Regions from separate parts of the Danio rerio genome. Here region 1 is linked to region 2. The links are chromatin contacts, called in public HiCAR-type maps. All regions are on one chromosome and are shown on one strand. The core of a region is the stretch at or near the end of the contact, and the rest is flanking DNA. Distances in the headings are between cores, read along the strand shown.

Region 1 (4,846 bases), core at 572-3,071, 190 kb after region 2:
ACAATGAACTTGGCAATGTTATGAACTGGGCATTCTTGGATTCTGTAAAAATAAATATACACATTAACATAATAAAAAAAAAATTATGATGAATGTTATGATGACAATACACAATCTGTCAAATAATTTACATAATGCATAAACTCACGACAAGTCTGTTGGTTCAGTTGCAGATGTGCATTCCTCTGCAGGGTCAAATGTCACATCCGAGTCTTGGGCTATAATTTTTGACTCTGTCAAAGTCTCTTCGGCTTCTTCTTCTTCCTCCTCCTCCTCCTCCAGCTCCAGACGAGGTCTTTTTAGTGAAGGTTTGAGGGGTGTCGAAGTCATAAACGCAGTAGAGGACGCTGATGGCACAGTCAGTTCAAAACTGGATATTGTTGTCTGGACACCTATAGTGTAATTTTATGATTAATCTCATTGCACGTTTATAAAGATAATAAAACACGTTTCTAATGCAGCAACTTAAAATAAACTGAGAAATTTTAACTTACTTGTACTCCTGCGTTTAGCCTGAAGCGTCCTAAAAGACAACTGGGTGCCAACACTGTGTAAAGATGTGTGAAAAGGTTCTGTCTGGCAAGCTACATCCACCTTGTTGCTCTTTGTCGACGTCGTGGCCTTTGTAAGAAAACATACATGTTTTAAAATGACCTTTATTTGATTAAAACATACCGATCTTATTGTAAACAACTGCAGACCACGTGCAAGTACAGTGGAAAAAAATTACAATAAACATCCCACATACAAAACAAACTTTAGCTGTAACTTAGTCAGTGGTAATGCTTTATTACAATGTTTAATTTTTTCTACGGTTTCTGTTTCTGATGGCTAAAACCCCTTTATGTACACATTACCACTTAAAGATTCGAGTATTTAGACTGTTTTAGAAAAGCACAATAGCTGTAAACGCGCAAACATCCGAAGTAGCTTTAGCCGCAGATGCTATTTATTTCTGCTTAACATTACAGTATACACATTACAACAAACATCCCACATAAACAACAAACTTTAGCTGTAGCCAGTACTGGTTACTGCTTTATTACAATGTTTATATTTTTCTATGGTTTCTGTTTCTAATGGCTAAAAGCCCTTCTTGTACACACTACCACTTATAGCTTCGATTATTTAGATTGTTTTAGAAAAGCATAATAGCAGTGAACACGTGCAAACAAACATCCGAAGCAACTTTAGCGGCTTTTAACTTTTAGATGTTATTCATTTCGGCTTACGATTACAGTACAACAAACATTTAACAACAACAAACTTTAGCTGTAGCCAGTGGTACTGCTTTTTACAATGTTGCTATTTTTCTACGGTTTCTGTTCCTAATGGCTAAACCCCCTTCATGTACACACTACCATATGCAGCTTCGAGTATTTAGACTGTTTTTGAAAAGCACAATAAGAGGTAAACACGTGCAAACAAACATCCGAAGCTACTTTAGCCGCAGATGCTATTCATCGGCTTAACATAATTAGAATACTAAGGCTAGAAGTACATAAAATGTAATACTTACTTGAAGTGAGACAGGATCACGTATTGTAGGAACTGATCCAGTTTTCAAAAACAATTTACTCGCGAATCCGGAGTTGTATTGTCCCGCGTTCTCGAGGCAGTCTACGCTAAAGTGGTTAGCGCAAACATACAACAGTTTTGGTACATTTTCAGGCACCTTGTCTTCAAAGATAAAACTCAGCCACTTAAGCCTCTGTTGCTCATTTGCAGGAAGACGGTGAAGGCTCTTGTGCTGAGCCTTACATCCTAAAATAGCACAAGGGTGTTCTCTCGGTGGCATCGCTTCGACGTTCACGCTGATAATGGCGGAAACGGCAAACGCAGGATATGTTAATACGCGCAGCTGTCAATCAATTCGGTGGGCGGGGGGAATCGCACACCTACGTAATGGTGCGATCGATTTGAAAACAGCTCCAATTGGCCGACCCTTTTTTTTGTAGTTAAATTGAAAAAAAAGGACTGGGTGTGTTCATATCACCCCAGTATGATGGTCTATACACTATACCAACACACAGATCTGTCCAAACAGCTTGAAAAGAAGATTTTTTACAATAGGTGCCCTTTAAAATATTTAACAGTTTTGTTTCTTTACCTACAGTTTTCTTTTTTTAACAACTAATAAGAACATTCTCATTTTTTCAGGACATTTATAAGCAAATGTTCATTTTGTTACTGTAACTTTCTGTCAGGCTGATCTGATTTTGTCTTTGTTTCTTTGACTTTTATCAACAGATTTCAATCATCGGCAACATACAGTAAGCCTAAAATTTCTAAACATACTTGTGCACACCTGTCTTGTGCACAAACCTGAAACTGACAGCACTAACTAATGGATCCACTTAATGGCAACACCAACACATGAGCTTATCATTTTATGAAATGTTCAATGACAAGGACTAAAAATGCTAAACGGGTTGCTATTTGCTGGTTGACAGATTTAGGAGCTTTGCAGTCTGCCCTATATCATCTTTCTCTGCTCATTTTTAAGCATATATACAATTTAATACATGTTTGGCATATATTAACCTTTGAAATAAACCTAAACAATAGAAAAGCATTCATGAAAGAAAGAAAGAAAGAAAGAAAGAAAGAAAAAAAGAAAGAAAGAAAGAAAGAAAGAAAGCATTGAACAGCACTCCAGCTTGAAGAGAAGTGAGAGTTGTAAATATTGCTGCATCTTGTTATTAGAATGCACTCATAGACCCTTTTCACATTTCCGGGGTTTTCAGCAGTGGAAGTGATCATAGTTGGGAAAACTTAGAGGGCAGCGAATGGGAGAATACACCTTTTTTTTTTATAATCCTTATTGCTCAAATAATAAAGGAAAAACTCTACAAAGATGTTATAAAGACTTTCTGAAAAAAAGAACAAATTGTGTGAATCTTGAAATAAAGAAGATAGAATACATACATACATACATAAATACAGTTGAAAGCAGAAGTTTTACATGCACTCTGAAAAAAGGAACATAACCATTTTTAAAAAAAATGTCTGGTGTTAAATCATACTAAACGTTTACTATTTTAGGTCCATTAGGATTACCTAAATGATTTACATTTGCTGAATGCCAGAATAATGAGAGCTTTTTTCTTCTTATTATTATTATTAATTTATAGATTATATACATTTCCTTGGTATTTTTTTAGCTTTGCTTTTAAACTGTATAACTTTGCTCAAATGTTCTGGGTATCCTTCCACATGCTTCTCACAATAGTTTGAAGGAATTTTGGCCCATTCCTCCTGACAGAATTGGTGTGAATGAGTTAGACTTGCTCACACAAGATTTTTCAACTCTGCCCACAAGTTTTCTATAGGATTGAGCTCAAGGCTTTGTAAAGGCCACTCCAAAACATTCATTCTGTTGTCCTTAAAGCAACTTTTAAATCATTTGGCAGTATGCTTGGGGTCATGGTCCCAGAACTGGCAAACACCCACACAGTCTCTCATTCACACACATTCATTTACAACAACCAATTTTGTTCACCCAATTCACCTATAGCGCATGTCTTTGGACTGTAGGGGGAAACCTGAGCACCCGGAGGAAACCCACACGAACATGCAAACTCCACACAGAAATGCCAACTGACTCAGCCGGGACTCAAATAAGCGACCTTCTTGCTGTGAAGCGACAGTGCTAACCACTGAGCCATCATGCCACCCTATGAACATTTCTTGTAACCCTAAAACATTCACTATCACTGTCATCAACATACACACACACACACCATCATCTCTCACTCATCATCTATCATTTTCTCACACATACACCATCCTTTCACACACACACTATCCCTCACACACACCATTCTATCAACCATGCATTATACTTTTTTCTCCCTCTCACACACACCATCCTGTTACATGCAGACTAGCACTCACACACTTCTCACTTACACATTATATCTCTCATACACATAACATGACACACTTTCCTTTTCTCTCTCTCTCTCTCTCTCTCTCTCTCTTTCACACACACACACACACACACACACACACACACACACACACACACACACACACACACACACACACACACACACACACACACATATACAATCCTTCACACTAACTTCTCTCTCTCACACACACACACACACACACACACACATGCTTTCCACACACACACACACACATACTTTCCATGCTGTCACATACATGCTATTATTCTCCCGTATACACACCATACGCTTACATATGCACAGACACATGCACACACAAACACATAAAGGAAAAAAAAAACAGCATTTAAATAATTGTGTCCTCTTTTAGCATGTAGCATACTAATGTCATTGTGCATTCTGCTAGCTGGTGGTGGATTTCAGGAGAGAGAAGCGAGAACACACCCCCATAACCATCAGTCGGACACCAGTGGAGAGAGTCAGCACTTTCAAGTTTCTCTGAGTCCACATCACTGAGGATTTGACATGGACTGCTCATACAGACGCAGTGTTGAGGAAGGCACAACAACCCCTCTTCTTCCTCTGGTGTCTCAGGAGGTTTGTAATAAGCCCCCACATCCTCCGCTCGTTCTACACCTGCATTGTGGAGAGCATGCTGTCTGGCTGTATCACCACCTGGTACAGAAATAGCACCAGGAGCAATCGCAAAGGCCTACTGTACATAGGATTGTGCGAACTGCGGGATGCATAATAGGAGGTGAGCTTCCCTCCCTTCAGGACATCTACACCAGGCGGCGCATGAGGAAAGCCAAGAGAATTATCAATGACTCCAGTCACCCAAGCCAAAGACTTTTCTCTCTGCTACACTCAGACAGACATTTCCGCAGCATACGATCACGCACCAGCCGGCTGAAGAAAGCTTCTTTCCT
Region 2 (5,313 bases), core at 669-3,168:
TTTGGTTAAATAGGAACGAAAGCAGTGCACATGCTGGCACTGAACATTGCTGTGCATGATGCATTACTCTTTTAGCCTATCAATAAATTATTCACGGGCAGTAAATCAATTAAATGCAACAAATTGTGTTGTAGCTAATTCTTATTTTTCATATGATTAATTATGAAGATTCCTATAATCATTTTAAATAAAATGTATGCCATAAATATGCTTTGTTCACATTTGTGATTTTCTTAAACATCTTTCGTTTAATTGACATTTTTCTGAGGCAATTCATGCTCGTCAGAAGTTTTACAATTGCCTAATCTTTTACGATTTCTGGATGTATGCTGTCCATCTGTTTAAAGTGTGCTAAAAGATATCTATACGCACTTTATTGTAGGCTACCTCTTCGGCTTTTGATGTCCCGTAACCGAGAGCATGAACCGTAAAACCATTGGACATTGTGAAAATTAGATGAAAACTTTCACACCAAATATTATAATAATAGGCCTACACGATTATAAAAACAAGCAAAAATAAGTATGGTCTAAAATATATACTCCATTAGTCTATGACTGTGCTAGTGGTGGCTGATTATTTTGGTCAATATAGGCCAACTGTACAAATGTCAAAATATTAAACGTACATTCGTAAAAACAAGCATGGCAATAAGAGGAAAAGGGTTTTCGCAGTGATGCCCTTCTGGTTCCGCACAGAAAACCTATTACAAAGCTTCCAAAAGAAGTATTTTTATTGTCAAAAAATGAAATAAACATTTTAATAGTTTAAAGGCACATTTTTCAAAAATTTTCTCCATAGATGCAAAAGGTTCTTCTTAAAACCATCGATGCCAACAAAGCTTTCGGGAGTGAATTAGCAAGTAGTGTGCCATTCTTCTCGCACATAGAGATATGATTTAATAGTTTAAAATTTATCTGAAATTAAGATCTATAAAATGTCTTATTTATTTATTGTTATGTATATAAATCTATCTATCTATCTCTTATATATAATTGTAAACATTTGGTTTTTATACACAGTTATAGTACATTGGGACTTTCGTTTTCAATAAGATTTTAGTTTTCTTTGAATAATTTGAACTTTGACAATACATCCAAAACTCCTTGTCTTATTTCGGACTAATTTCTAAGAATGTAGCTATAAGTTAAAATTATAATGTTAAAATTAATGACATTACTAAAAGATAGAAAGTGTTGTTAGTATTATATAGGTTGATAACACGCTATTGGTAAACATGTTTCAGGCCGTTTAAGTAGCCTAAAAGGTTCTTAAACATGCTAAAATGAGTAAAATAAATACACAAATAGCCTAATATTTAAAAAAAAAAAAGAAAAGTAAATCCCATATAGTCAAACAGGTGTGAAAATATGAAATAGCCTAAATTTGTTAAATAATATGACCTTTAATACAAAATAAGTCTTTGAATTGTATGTTACTAATTTAATGTTACATATCTGCAATTAATCTTATTTATTTATTTGCATTTGTTTATTTCCGTTGTTTATTCTTAAAGCGCGTCTAAACCTACCTGTATAGGCGTTCTTCTAAATTTGTTAACCACATTGGCATTCACTCCGTTAGAAAGTAAAAACTGAACATGGGAAATGTTTCCGGTGGCTGCTGCTGTGGTCAGTTCATCCTCGACGTTCATCATCTTTATTGATTTTCGAAATTAATTCGCTTCACAGGTAAAACCAAATGATGATGATACTGCGAAAACAATCAGTTCAACGCTGTAATTTATTTTTATCGGTCTCCATGAATAACATGTTCCAATATAATGCGTAAATAAGCGAAACTGACTCGTTTATCAAAGTGTTGTGTCTTAAAATAATTTTTCGTAGCGAGATATTTGTTCGGACTTGTCTCTGTCATAAACGTCACAGCAAAACCGTGGTGCAGTACTGTCATACTGCGCCTGCGCACAACAGCTGAGTCAGGAAGACATGAGTTTACGACACAGTAGGAGAGGCTGCAGAGAAACAGAAATTAGGTTCTGCTAATGTTTTATGGCTAATGTAACTGGCATTAGCCTGCTTTTAGATCACAAGAAGTTTTTTTATTCTTTTTTTCGGGTACATAAGCATATCACAACGCTAATTATGCTAACATAATTGGGTTTTGTGCCATGGAGAAGTTACTCTTCGGGAATAGGCTAACGTTACCAGGAAAAATCTCTCGTTTTTCAAGAGTAAAGTTATTTTATGGATTTTGATTAAGACGCGATGTTAGCTAGGCCTGTAGAGATTAAGTTTGACTTGGCTACTTTAAAGTATATTATTTAGCCATTATGCTGTGTGGGGCGCTTAAGTTAAACTATATTTTTGATCCACATAAATTATAACAAAAAAGCATATACATACATTCGTGGTAGCCTATATTTATATTTTTTTCATAATGGTTGTTCTGTTTTTGATTGTAGATGAACATAAATCTATTTTCTGCACGATAGAAAGGACGCGAATGGCCATAATTTTGCCCAAACATCGTCTGACTTACAGTTTTGTAATGCTATTTCCCCATCACACGACTGTAGCTAAACTATAGCCTGTATCCAGAAACAAGGTATTAAACAATTGTAGCAAATAGTTTTTAATTTTAGCAGTGAGTTTGTTGCCTCTCTAATACGTTGAAAATAAGTAAAAAGATAAAGGGTCCTGTGGCTGTGTAGATCATTTACATAAAGTAAAAATCACATTCTGAGATGCACCTGTTTAAAATGAAGAACAGTGTGCTTTTGTATTTAATTTTCTAACTTATTCATGTTTTGATGTTGTTAACATGTTAATAATATTGGTTAATGTGCATGCAAAATAGATACTAAAATATGAAATAGTAAATAAAATAATCATAACAAACCAACGCAGTACAATATTAAAGAAAAAAAATAGTTGGCAAAGCCCCACTGGCTAAGTGTTAATAATAGAAAATTTAATTTAAATGTCATAGAAGCAACGATTAAAAATGAATTATTTTACTTAGTTTTGTTGAATAGATATTAAACAACATGTAGAAATAGAATAGTTGAACTATGTAACTAAAAGATATCCTGCACAAAGTTTACTTCACAACTCCAGTAAATAGGCATGAGCATTTTAATATTTAATACCACAGTTGAAATTCCTACATTAAAAGGGGGAAAAAAGAAGTTTTGATTTGATTTATTTATTTTGGATCAAAAATATACATAAAATATCATAAAAAAATAAAATAAAATAAAAAACATTTTCGAAAATGGACTGGGATGAAGCACAAGCCTATTATTTTCCCACCCCGTTACCACATACTTCATTCGTCTATTACTTAAACCTATTTCTTCTTTCACTCATCTCTTTTTTTTACATGAGACATATTTTATCCTTTTGGCATCTTTGACATGTTTAAATCCATTTGTACCTTTACATTTTGTAACATAGACCTAAAAAAAAAACAAAAAAAAAACATAGTACTGCAAATAGCCATTAATTAAAGTTTCATCATACCATTTTCAATCACCTTCATCATTATATTCCTTTTATAATATATATTTATTTATACAACTTTTTAAACTGATTACCATGCTGACATTGTTTGAGAGTCTGATCTGTTCCATAATTTCACACCACAGACAGACATACACAAACTTTTTAAAGTTGTCCTTGTTTTCAACCTCCTATAAAATTTAGTTCTTCTCTCAGGTTATATCCCCCTTGTCTTTATTCAAAAAACTTTTGTATGCATTTTGGATGTAATTTATTCCTAGCTTTAAACATAAATTGTGCTGTTTTAAATTTAACCAAATCATTGAACTTGAGTATCTTTAATTTTAAAAAATATATTTGTATGCTCCAAATACCCCACACCTTCTATCAGTCTGATTACTTTTTTTTCTGCATTGTACTTACGGATCGTAAATTAGAATAATATGTGTTCCCCCAAATTTCAACACAATAACTCATATATGGCTACATAAGTGTGTTATATAATATATACATTGATTTATTGTCCAGGATAAATTTTGCTTTATACACTATTGCTACAGCTAATTTTATGTTCCAATACAACACCAAGAAACTTAATTGCATATACTCTTTTTATATTTTCATTGTCAATATGTAAATTTATATTATGACTACTTTTTAATTTCCCAAATAACATAACCTTTGTTTTACTTGTATTTAATGACATTTTACTCAGATTTAATTTGTAAAAGTTCTAAAATAATATATTTGTGCATTTAGGCATTTTTGACATGACAATTTTTTGATTTATACATACTTATACATACTTAAACTTATACATACTCCCTTGTTCTGTCACGCACAAACCCACCCACAAACAAACATCATGCATGGGAACAATTGGCTGTTTGTGAGAATTTGAGAAGTAGCACAAGGCCATGTTACTGAGAATTAGAGCAAAAGTGATGAGTCACATGCATGCACTGCTTAACAGCTGGTGAAGATTGTGTTCAGGCAAAGCCCTCTCAACTTCTGCACTACCCGTCTGCTGGAGAATGTTATTCAGCAAATATAGTCAACATTTCTGACAGTACATCTGCATCATGAAAAAAAAAATGTTTATGTTGATATGCAAACTTAAGATGAGGTTTTCTGTGTACATTTCTGTTGTGAAATGAGCCCTATTCGAGTCAAAAGTTTGTAATCAGTAAGATCTGTTTTATAATAAACTCATGGCTTTGCATTCCTTTAATATAAAAATATTAAATATAGAATATTAAATAAACTTTTTTTTTATTTAATGTAGTTTAAAATGTTATTAATCTTGTGGTTTAAAGGTGAATTTTAAGCAGGATTTGTCTTCAGTGTAATATAATCCTTGAAATATTCTAGCATCATGGTTGCTCAAGAAGAAACATTTATTGTTGTTGTCAGTTTGGGAAGCTGATACAATACAATATAAAAGTATCAATCAAAGTGTTTACCCTTATTCACCATAATAAATCGTTTAAGAGTGAAAGTAAATAAAAAAAAAAAGATGATTTTTTTTTACATTCTTTGTTATCAAAGAATCCTAAAAGTAAATAGTACCACTGTTTCCATGATACTAAGAAGCAAGACAAAGTGTTTTCTTTTCAGCACTAATAATTGTAAGAATCATTCAACAGTGATCTACAATCAGCAGTGTTTTTGCACCATTAATAATTTATTATAACAGAAATGCAACTCATTATAATAAACAATTTAGCTTTAATTCACAGAAATTAATCAAAATTGAAACTACATTCAATTAGAAAACAGATATTTAAAATATTATTAAATAAATAAATGCAGAACTGCCTTTTTACAAACATTAATCAACACTGATTCC

Evidence for each region. HiCAR-type assays count read pairs that join an accessible place to other places.
Region 1: a contact with region 2 is called in a HiCAR-type map of caudal fin, with 5 times the contacts expected there. The contact joins the promoter of LOC141385664 here to the promoter of cdkn2a/b in region 2. A contact is called at or near these places in 3 of 18 Hi-C or Micro-C datasets (caudal fin, hematopoietic stem cells and an unstated tissue) and 1 of 4 datasets of contacts at active chromatin or transcription factors (caudal fin).

Annotation. Positions count from the first base shown.
Region 1 is chr1:27,968,603-27,973,448 of GRCz12tu, forward strand. It overlaps LOC141385664, which reads right to left and starts at 1,822. Exons shown (of 9, transcript XM_073951623.1): 1 at 1,520-1,822; 2 at 495-621; 3 at 149-392; 4 at 1-42. The coding sequence starts at 1,798. The region is part of intron 3 of LOC137490010; the gene reads left to right.
Region 2 is chr1:27,776,996-27,782,308 of GRCz12tu, forward strand. It overlaps cdkn2a/b (cyclin-dependent kinase inhibitor 2A/B (p15, inhibits CDK4)), which reads right to left and starts at 1,919. Exons shown (of 2, transcript XM_002660468.7): 1 at 1,532-1,919. The coding sequence starts at 1,657. All of the region lies in intron 3 of LOC137490010, which reads left to right.